Linked DNA regions of Oryctolagus cuniculus: region 1 is linked to region 2. Evidence: chromatin contacts called from public Hi-C data. All regions are on one chromosome and are shown on one strand. Each heading gives the region's core, a stretch centred on a gene start, on an enhancer-like site or on the middle of the called end of the contact. The rest is flanking DNA. Distances are from core to core; before and after follow the strand shown.

The links. Hi-C and Micro-C count contacts between places; a contact is called where the count stands out from the background.
Region 1: a contact with region 2 is called in a Hi-C map of psoas muscle, with 2.3 times the contacts expected there. The contact joins the promoter of HERPUD2 here to the enhancer-like site in region 2. A contact is called at or near these places in 3 of 6 Hi-C or Micro-C datasets (psoas muscle, skin fibroblasts and an unstated tissue).

What each region holds. Positions count from the first base shown.
Region 1 is chr16:26,402,469-26,407,353 of mOryCun1.1, reverse strand. It overlaps HERPUD2 (HERPUD family member 2), which reads left to right and starts at 3,280. Exons shown (of 10, transcript XM_008261633.4): 1 at 3,280-3,394. It overlaps SEPTIN7 (septin 7), which reads right to left and starts at 3,212. Exons shown (of 12, transcript XM_070059718.1): 1 at 2,935-3,212.
Region 2 is chr16:26,344,398-26,349,086 of mOryCun1.1, reverse strand. The region is part of intron 2 of HERPUD2 (HERPUD family member 2); the gene reads left to right. Among named protein-coding and RNA genes, the nearest start is that of HERPUD2, 57 kb to the left of the region's middle. Within about 2 kb of position 1,671, at least 4 of the 8 cell types and tissues checked have an H3K27ac peak or open chromatin away from gene starts, as enhancers often do.

The DNA.
Region 1 (4,885 bases), core at 2,031-4,530, 57 kb before region 2:
TACAAAATAAATGAATCCAAAATAAGAAAACACTACAACAACTCAATTGTTGCACACCAATACCTCCAACCCTTACCATAGGATTTAAAGACCTCAGACTTGACCTATGACCCATCCATACTGCATTTTTTTTAATCATAATCCTTGGGGGAAAAAAAGCCCTAACCTAATAAACAATACTTACAAAAATTAATTGCTTCCAAAAAATCCATACAAATGCAAGGTCCTGCTATTTTCTGTTTGTTTTTTTTTTTTTAAGTATCAGTAGAAAATCACAAAATTGATTTTAAGAGTCACAAACGGGTCATAACCAGCATTCTTCAAAGCACTATTATAGAATCCAATTGTCTACACGTAACAGTATAGTTGCATCAGGCAAGCCAAACCCATAATCATGCTACCTTAAAGTTCTACTCTTTTAAACACAATTTTTCTACATCAGTTTCCACTGGACAAAAAAATCTAATGTAATTTACAGCCTAACAGTATAGAAAAATACACCAAAAAGTCTGTCTGAAAACTTACTAAAAGGCATAAACAAATGCATAGTTTGAGTTAAAAATTTTAACTTCTAATAAAAAATTGAAGTTAGATTATTGAGTCAGAATTTGAAAGAGTTCTCAGTTGGCAATTTAGTCAGGTAACAACACTCTACTGGCAATTCCTAGACGACAGTCAACAGTGAAAAGGTATACCATAAAATTCTAATAAAATGTAAAGCCAGCCTACTCTACCATATTCATTATTCAGATTGGACATCTATCTGAGCACTCCTCACTACTGAGACTTTAGAAGCCACAAATATAACTCTTCTTTCTCCCTCTTTCCTCACCCAACTTTGTTGTTATAGTGTAACCTTCTAGACTGTCATACGGTCTGACAGGAGTCCTACCTTGTCTCATACTAGTTCAAAAGTCCTAATACAGAAACCGGTGTTGTGGCACTGCCTGTGACACCAACATTCCATATGGGCACCATTTCAAGTCCCCAGCTGGTCCACTTCTTATCCTGCTCCCTGCTAAAGACCTGGGAAAAGCAGCAGAAAACAGCCCAAGTGTTTGGGTCCTTGTCACCACGCAAAGAAGCTCCTGGCACCTGGCTTTGGCCTGGCTCAGCCCAGGACATTGCAGCCATCTGGGGAGTGAAACAGCAGATAGAAGACCTCTCTCTCTCTCTGTAACTCTTTCATATAAATAAATAAATAAATAAATAATTTACTAAAAAAAAAAGCCGTCGTACAAATTTATTTAAGATGACTTCTATACAGGAAAATGCACAAATCCAAAATAATAAATTTTATAACAAACTTTTAAAACACTCTATTGATAATATTACCTTTCATACTTTCATAGTTGTGTACCAAATGCCTTCCACATTTATGTCATAGCTCCACTCAACCCTACCTCCTCTAGCCCCACCCACTGAACAGCTGGGTGGGATGAAAGATTGTGTCCTGCCCACCCTCTGCCACCGCCCCATCACACCACCTCTTGCCTCCTTCCCTTGCTGTTAAAAGAAAAGGAATCCAGGCAGCACTGACACAGAAACTGTTCCTGCCCATCCTTCAGCCTATGAGAATTCCATGAATGTCATGGCTACCTTTACACTTAAACCCAACTTGAGCATAAACTTTAGGGGGAAAAACAACAGACTATACACATCACCTGCAGGTCGGAAAATATGTGAAACAAGTGAAATGCTTGTGTATCCAGACTGTCTGTTCATTTATATTCTAAAGGGCACTCAGGAAGATATTCTTTCATTTCAAATAACAAAGCCAAAAGAAATAACTGTTAAACTGGCAATAAACTGGCAAGAATGTAAATAATAAGTTATTATTTCTGTAACTAAGCAAACACCTGGACAACACAAAGTCTTTCCCCACGACTATGAAAACCAGATTTGAAACTGTACTCTGAAAAAGTAACTTAGCAAATGGGTTGCTCATTTCATATTATGGAGTATGAAATGGAACTCGGGAGTGGAAAATGTGAATGAATTGGTCTGCTCTTTTTCCAATATGTGGGGGAGGAAAGGAAATGAAGGACTTCTTAGGAGAATAACTAAGAATACTTAAAGTAGACTCAAAAATTAATTTTCTTAAACTTTACCAGTCTGTAGCCCCGCTTCCTCCCTTTCCCAGGGACCCTTCCCATCCTTTCCACCTCCTCCGGAGGGCGCCCTTCCCAGACATTCTCTTCTCCCTTTTCCTAAAAATTATGCCCAAATCCCAAACCAAGCTTCCGATCCTTGGTCCACAAGACCTGCCCGCCCTCCACCGGCCCTCCGGCAGCGCCAGGGGAAAGGCAACCCCAGAGGCGGGGAGGGGAAGGCGAGCCAGCGACGCGGGCTGCTGGAGCTGCAGCGGCCGCCGCCTCCACCGCAGCCCCAGCCTGGTGCATCCTTCTTCCTCCCTCCGCCGCCGCCCTCCTGGGCCGGCCCACTCGGCACCCGCGCCCCGGCGCGCACACATCCCCACCCTCGCCGCCGGGCCCGCTCCCCGGCCAGGAGACCGCCGCCGAGGGTGCTGCGGCCCGCGACGTGAGGACGCAGGGCCGCGGGGGCCAGCGGGCCCGGGAGGAGCCGAGGGAGGCAAAAGGGCTCTGCGAAGGCGACCCCCTCGGGCTGCTCCGAGCGCGGAGGCCGCGGCTCCGCTCTCCCCGCGCCCCGGGCCCGCCCGCCGCGGCACAGGAAATGCCGCCGCCTCGGCTCTCCTCACGTTCAATTCAAACTGTCACCGCCGCCGCCTCCCCTCCCCCCGGGCCCGCCGCCGCCGCGCCCCGGGCCCGCCGTCGCCCCCCACCCCTTCTCCCCTCACCAGTGCCCCCCGCCTCGCCCCAGGGCGTTCCCCCGGCCCGAGCCAGCGGCCGCGATGCCCCCTCGGCGTCCGGAGCAGCAGACCGCGAGTCGTGGCGGCCCAAAGCTGAGACTCACCCATGGTGCTGCTGTTGACGCTCCTCTCCTCAGCAGCAGCGGATCTCGCACTGAGCGACATCCCCTCCCCCCTCCGCGACCAGCCCCGGCGCAGCGCAGCCCGCCGATTCTCCAAAGCCGCCTACGCAGAATTCGCGGCGTAGCCGCTCGGCGTCGCTGCCCTGCTTACGCACGCGACAGCAGGCGGACTCCTCCACTGGCTCTCGCCCTACTCCGCTCCCTCCTCCGCCGCCCGCCTCCTCGGACGAGGCTTCCGGGCTGAGCCGAGACAGGCTTCGATCTCGCGAGATCAGCTCCACCGCTGCCCCGCCGCTTTGCTCCATTTCGAGCATGACTTCATTGGCGTCAGCGCCGTGTTGCTGCTCGGGTTTGGCCGCCATGTTTCAATTGGCCGGATTTGGCAACCCTGTCCCGGGGTCAAGGATAGTCGAGGCGTATTTTTTCGACACTGATTCTTAAGGTTAATCATGTCACATTTCCCGCTGAAAATTCTGGGGACGCTTAGAGGGAGGGGTCGGTGCGGTACGAGGGTGGGGTCTTGCCCGGATTAAAGATGGCCGCCACCAGGGCCGCCCCGCGTAGTTTCACGTCAGGTTTTGGAGCTGCGGGAGCCGCCGGGTTGGCCTCAGCGCCTCTTTACGGAATTGGCGTAAGGCAAAGAGGCGCTGCTGGAAGAGCCAGACGGGGAGACTTCCCTCAGGGCGGGGACCGCATCCGCGCCCCAACTAAGAGCTGCCGACCTGCGGTGGTTTTGTGAAAAGAGGCACTTCGGGGCAGGTGTCTGTACCCGCATCTATCCCCGCTGCCTCGGCTTCCTTGACTTTTGGGGTGGAGAGTGAGAGTAGGCCTCCCTGGTTGCCCCTAAATTTCCTGGCGCTGTCACTTGCTGGCGGCCTGGCACAGCCCAGAGGAAGGCTGCCGCAGCCTCCACTGCGGACTCCCGCTGGTGTTGGGTCACTTTGATGTGCCCGCCTCTGTCCTCGGTGAGCTCACACCGTAGTTGAGGAAATGAATGGACACGCCGCGAAACTTGGGTTACCCCGTGAAGAGTCACGGGGGTTAACCTGTTATCTTGTACTGGAGCGGGGAGTATCCGTACCTGTTGGAGCCTTCCCAGGTGCATCCTAGTGAAAGTCACTCACTGTGTCCCAGGGGCACAGGCAGGGTTTTCTGTACCTTTCTTGAAGCTGATGGCCCTCTTCCTGGTGTAGTTCATGAACGTGAATGAGCTTTCCTGTTACACTATAAGGGAGTTTTATATACATACATATACAAAGTTATACGCAAGTGTTCCTAGCGGCGTAGTTTATATTAATAAAACAATAAGTGTCCACTAATAGGGTGAATGAATAAGTTACATTGTTGGACAAAGTTACAATACTAAATGAAAGCAATGAACTAAAGTTACTAATATAAATAGAGAGAGAATTAATAATTAACATAATATGGAGGGTACAAGTTGCAGAAGGGGGTATGGTATATCATAAATAAAAGTTTAAACATAACGTGAGGTCAATGTCGTTTAAGGAAATGATAGGGAACAAATTCAGAATAATGGTTACTTGCAGAGAAGAAGAGAAAGGAATGTAACAGGGAGGGTTCAGTTGTATCTATAATGTGTTCTTTTCTACCTAAAGCATGTGCAGAAAATGTGGTAAAGTGTTAAGATTTGTTAAAACTATGTGGAAGGTACATGGATGCTGAATTGTTATTATAATAAATATTTCCAAATAATTTTTAAAGGAAGAACATTTTTCCTAACATAACTTATTTTGATGTGTTAATAAGTTTGTATTTTTACTAAGTTGCTCATAAAGTCTGTTTTAAATTTCCAGAATTTCAAAGGAGCATTTTACTTTGGTAAATTTTATTACTAAAAACAAACAAAACCACATTGCAGCAGGGAGGATACACAGGGCCTCTGGAGTTAGATTGCCAGGGTGCCAGGGTG
Region 2 (4,689 bases), core at 422-2,921:
ATATGAAATACACTTCAATAAATCTGGCTTTGAAGAATACTGTTATGATAAAATCTTAGCTATCTTAATTGACATTTCATCTCCTCCCAACCTCTTCCCTTTAGCTTGTCTCTTTTCTTGGTTCTTGAGGCTTTTTACCTTCTTCTTGCTAATTTGAATGCTTGTTTAGCTCTCCTGTAAGTTGTCATACTGGATTCTTTGTTTCCAGTCTCCCAACTTTGCTGCATATTTTATTCCCCTCTCTTGAATTGACACTCTGTTGAGCTAGGCTCAGCTGGGCTTGACAAACAAAATGTATGGCTGTCTCACTTGCTCTTTTTGTGCCCGCAGAGGTCTGATCAGGGCGGCTAATTATAGTGAGGGAGATAAGAGAAAAGCTGATCCTGAGTCCTTGTGTCAATGGCTAAACAAAAGTCCTTTAAAATTGCCTAGATTGTTCCTTCTTCTGTGAACGAAGGACTTGGAACAATTTTTGTGCTCAAAAATAAGTGTAACACAAGCCCACAGTACAACTGGTTATAGCTCCTTGTTGTAGCTTCTTTAAAAGATGTTCAGCTATTTGAGGATCCATGCTGATCACATGTCCTGAATTTTCTAGGACAGTCTGCATTTCAAATATTCCCTGCCAAGTTCTCTCTAAGACAGTGATGTTCAATAAAACAGACAAGTATCTTAATCTGGGTTCATGAAATAAAGCTGCTGGATTCATAATTTTTTTTCATTCATTCTTTATCTATTTTTCTCTTCTGTCAGTATTTACTGAGCACCTCCTACTGAGTGTCAGGCTCCCAGTAAGAGCTGGAGAGACTGAATAAATAAAATCATTCTTGAAATGCTAGTGTCATTTAGTCTCTGGGAGATGGAGAGGCTAACGAATGGGTCAAGATTCTCCAGGTAATAACTGCATGCAGGTACAGACCAAATATAGAACATCTTGTATACAGTATAATTTATTGAGACAATTTTAAACTTCATTGTATGTAGGTATTTGTTTTAATCATATACTAATATAAAGCTGTTTTCCAGCACCAGTATTAGGAAAATCTCATTAGACAACTATCTATAAAACACAGAGTACTTATGTAAATATATGACATATACACATACATGTCTGTTTTTTTTTTTAACTAGAAGAGACTGCACTCTCTTCCCAGTGCTCTTGCTAGGATAGCTTTTGGTTAGGAATCTTCCTCTGGCTTGACGACATTGCAGTTACTTCCCAAAGTAACTGAGTTCTGCCAAACGTCAGGGAACTGGCCCACACCCTTCCTGTTGCTCACACAACTCTGGGGAGCAGGCATTGTTGTCCCCATCTTATGAACTGGGGAGGTGGGGTGAGTTTTAGAGGGAGAGTGACCTGCCAGGGACTGCCAGCTAATTGGAGGCAGAGGGAGAACTCGTCGGTGGCTACCTGACTGCTCGCAGTGTGTGCTTCTCTGAGCTGCACAGCCCCTTGTTTTTGGCATGCTTTGAACTGTGTATCTGGCATGCATTTATTTAGATCTCTGTGGCCACCGGAAAGGAAAGTGAGAAAGAGGGAAGTAATTAGGATGCAGTTCCTGCCAAAGCAACCCTTGTAATCCAATATTCTCGCTGCTGCCAGAGCGATCCTTTTAGATGCCAATCAGGCCACGTGGCTTGGTTGCTCTCATTTCTGGGGCCCCGTCGGCCTTAGGCATACCAACCATTCCCATTTATCTGGCTGTTGGCCCCATGTAGCTGTACTCTGGAGCCACCCCAGCCTCGCAGGTCTCTTTTTGTCTTTTTCTCCTTGCTGTATGCTCTCTCCCGTGCCTGAGCCTCTGCTCATGCTCCCAGAAGCCCTTCTGTCTTCTCATCTACCAGTTCATGCCACCCCTGGATGTCAGTGCACAGTGGCCCCTTCAGAAAGCCTGAACCTCCTGCCTCAACCCTGTTGGCATACATCCAAATATGCACCTGTGTGCCCCTTTCAGAAGGCCATCACCAGACTGTAATTTGCAGACAGATGTAATCTGACACTGAGACTAATGTCTCCTCCAGGAGACGGTGCTGGGAGGGCAAGGCCTCTGAAGCTTTCCTCATCATTTCCTTGGCACTTAGCACGAGAGTAGGCACTCATAATATATTCTTGGAAGAAATAAATCCTTCAGATCCTTCAGATCTCCTGTCACTCCCACGAGATTAGGATGCCTTGTCCTATCTCAGTGGGACCCTGAGCTTCTCTTGTCTAGTCTTGTAATTTTATGATGGGCTGGGCTGATTATCCTCGAGATGACGCATCTTCTCCCCTGAGGGGCCCCACAGCCAGGGTCTGTGTGTACGTTCTTCATGATTCAAGTTCAGCATGGTGCCCTCAATAAACTTTTGTTGAAAGAATGAGTTTGAGACCTATTGCTTTAAAAGGGAGTGATTTGAAAGTCAGTATGTAAAGACTACAAAAATAGGTAGATATCTACTAATTCAAATTTATTTTAATTTATAAACCATGCAGTAGTGTTATTAGCAACTTCCAAGTTGAATAAAATATTCTTGCCACAAACAATTCCTAAGGGAACCTTCTGCACCGGCCCGACTCCCCTTCCTATGACAGAATTAGCTCTTTGGCCATGAGAGTAAGTTGCTTCTATTGTAGGCAAAGGCTAACTTTCCACGAGAAGGTTAAGTTTCAGGAGCCCTCCCAGGTAGAGCCCTGTCTAAGGCCTTTGATGGGAGGGATCCTTGCAATGTGTGCAGAGGGTCAGATGCTTTTGTAAAAGTGGCAAAAGTGAGAAACTTAACATCACAGTTAGTTAAGGCCACTGTGTCACTGCACTCTGGTCTCCCTTCTGCCATCTTATCAGGGAATTCAAGTGGTCAGGAGTAGCTTGGGTGGGTAAGGGGAAGTTGAATTGGGGACACATTTGGTTTAGCTTCAGTGGAATCTATGTGTGTGATTTAGAGATACTTCTGTGCATAGTCAAGTCTTTGCTAGTAATTCTAGTGTCAGAATGACATCTAGGAAGAGCCGTACTGCCCACTGTGACAACTCACCTGTTACTGTGACAGTGTAGAAGACCCTTTTGCATCCTGTGCTTTGGTGCTGGAGGTGAGAGGTTATTTGGGGTGACTTCCTGATTTCTTAAAAATGAGCTTTTGATTTTCATTCTCTCGGTCCATCCAGTGGCGGGGCTAACCTCTGATTCCCAGCATTATCAGTCTGAAATACCTGGAGAGGCTTCTCTTCTGGCTGAACTCTGATAGGGACACATAAGCTCTGCCTGTGGCATGTATGTCTTGCATGGCAGAGCCATCTATCTAGTCACCTTCCACATCATTAACCTTCTCTCTTCCTTGTCCTTCTGATATACCTTGTGGCTCTTGGAATTCATAGGCTGAAAGTTTGATCCTGTCTCTCCAAGGTTCAAAATAATATTCCCAAAACCGTGACCTCTGAAAACACACTGATCCTAAGAGTAGTAAAAGGAAGGCAACAATGAGAAGGAAGCAAAGAGAGAGAATAAATGAGGAAGGTCAAGAATTGGGAATTGGGTGATCAGGGTGAGCATTTGGCTCAGCAGTTAAGTTGCCTCTTGGGACACCTGCATCCCATGTTAGGGTACCTGTGTTCAAATCCCAGCTCTGTTTCCAATTCTAGCTTCTTGCTAATATATACTCTGGGAGGCAGCAGGTGATAGCTGAAATAATTGGACTCTTACCACCCACATGAGAGACCTGGATTGAATTTTTGGCTCTTGATATTGGCCTGACTCAGTCCTGGCTATTGTGGGCTTTTGAGGAGTGAACCAACAAATGGAAGATCTCTCTGTCTCTCTCTGTCTCTCTCTCTCTCCCCCCCGTATCCCCCCCCCACCAAATGAATAAAATAGATCATTGAAAAACAACAACAAAAAATGGGACCATTTTTTGGTCCCAAATGATGTAGTGGGTAAAGCCACCACCTGCAATGCCTGCATTCCATGTGGGTACTGGTTCATGTGTAGGCTGCTCTGCTTCCTACCCAGCTCTCTACTAATGGAAAAGCAGCGGAAGATGGCCCAAGTACTCATGTGGGAGACCTGGGTGAAACTCCTGGCTCCTGGCTTTGGCCTGGCCTAGCCTTGGCTGTTGTGGCCATCTGGGGAATGAACCAACAGAAGATTCTCTGTCTCTGTCTCTGTCTCTCCCTATCTCTCTATAACTCTTTCAAATAAATAAAAACAAAAAATTGTACCAAAGAAGTACATGAATCAAAGAAGACAATGATGGCCGGCGCCGCGGCTCAATAGGCTAATCCTCCGCCTTGCAGTGCCGGCGTTCTAGTCCCAGGTTCTAGTCCCGGTCGGGACACCGGATTCTGTCCCGGTTGCCCCTCTTCCAGGCCAGCTCTCTGCTGTGGCCAGGGAGTGCAGTGGAGGATGGCCCAAGTGCTTGGGCCCTGCACCCCATGGGAGACCAGGATAAGTACCTGGCTCCTGCCATCGGATCAGCGCAGTGCGCCGGTTGCAGCGTGCTGGCCGCGGCAGCCATTGGAGGGTGAACCAACGGCAAAGGAAGACTTTTCTCTCTGTCTCTCTCTCTCTCTCTCACTGTCCACTCTGCGTGTCAAAAAAAAAAAAAAAAAAAAAAAAAGACAATGAAGGTGGCAATGGATGAGTAACTAAGAAAGCTGCAGAAAAGTGAACCAAGCTCAGCTTTCCCTTTGCTTGGTCTGTCTGTGTTGTCTCAGGT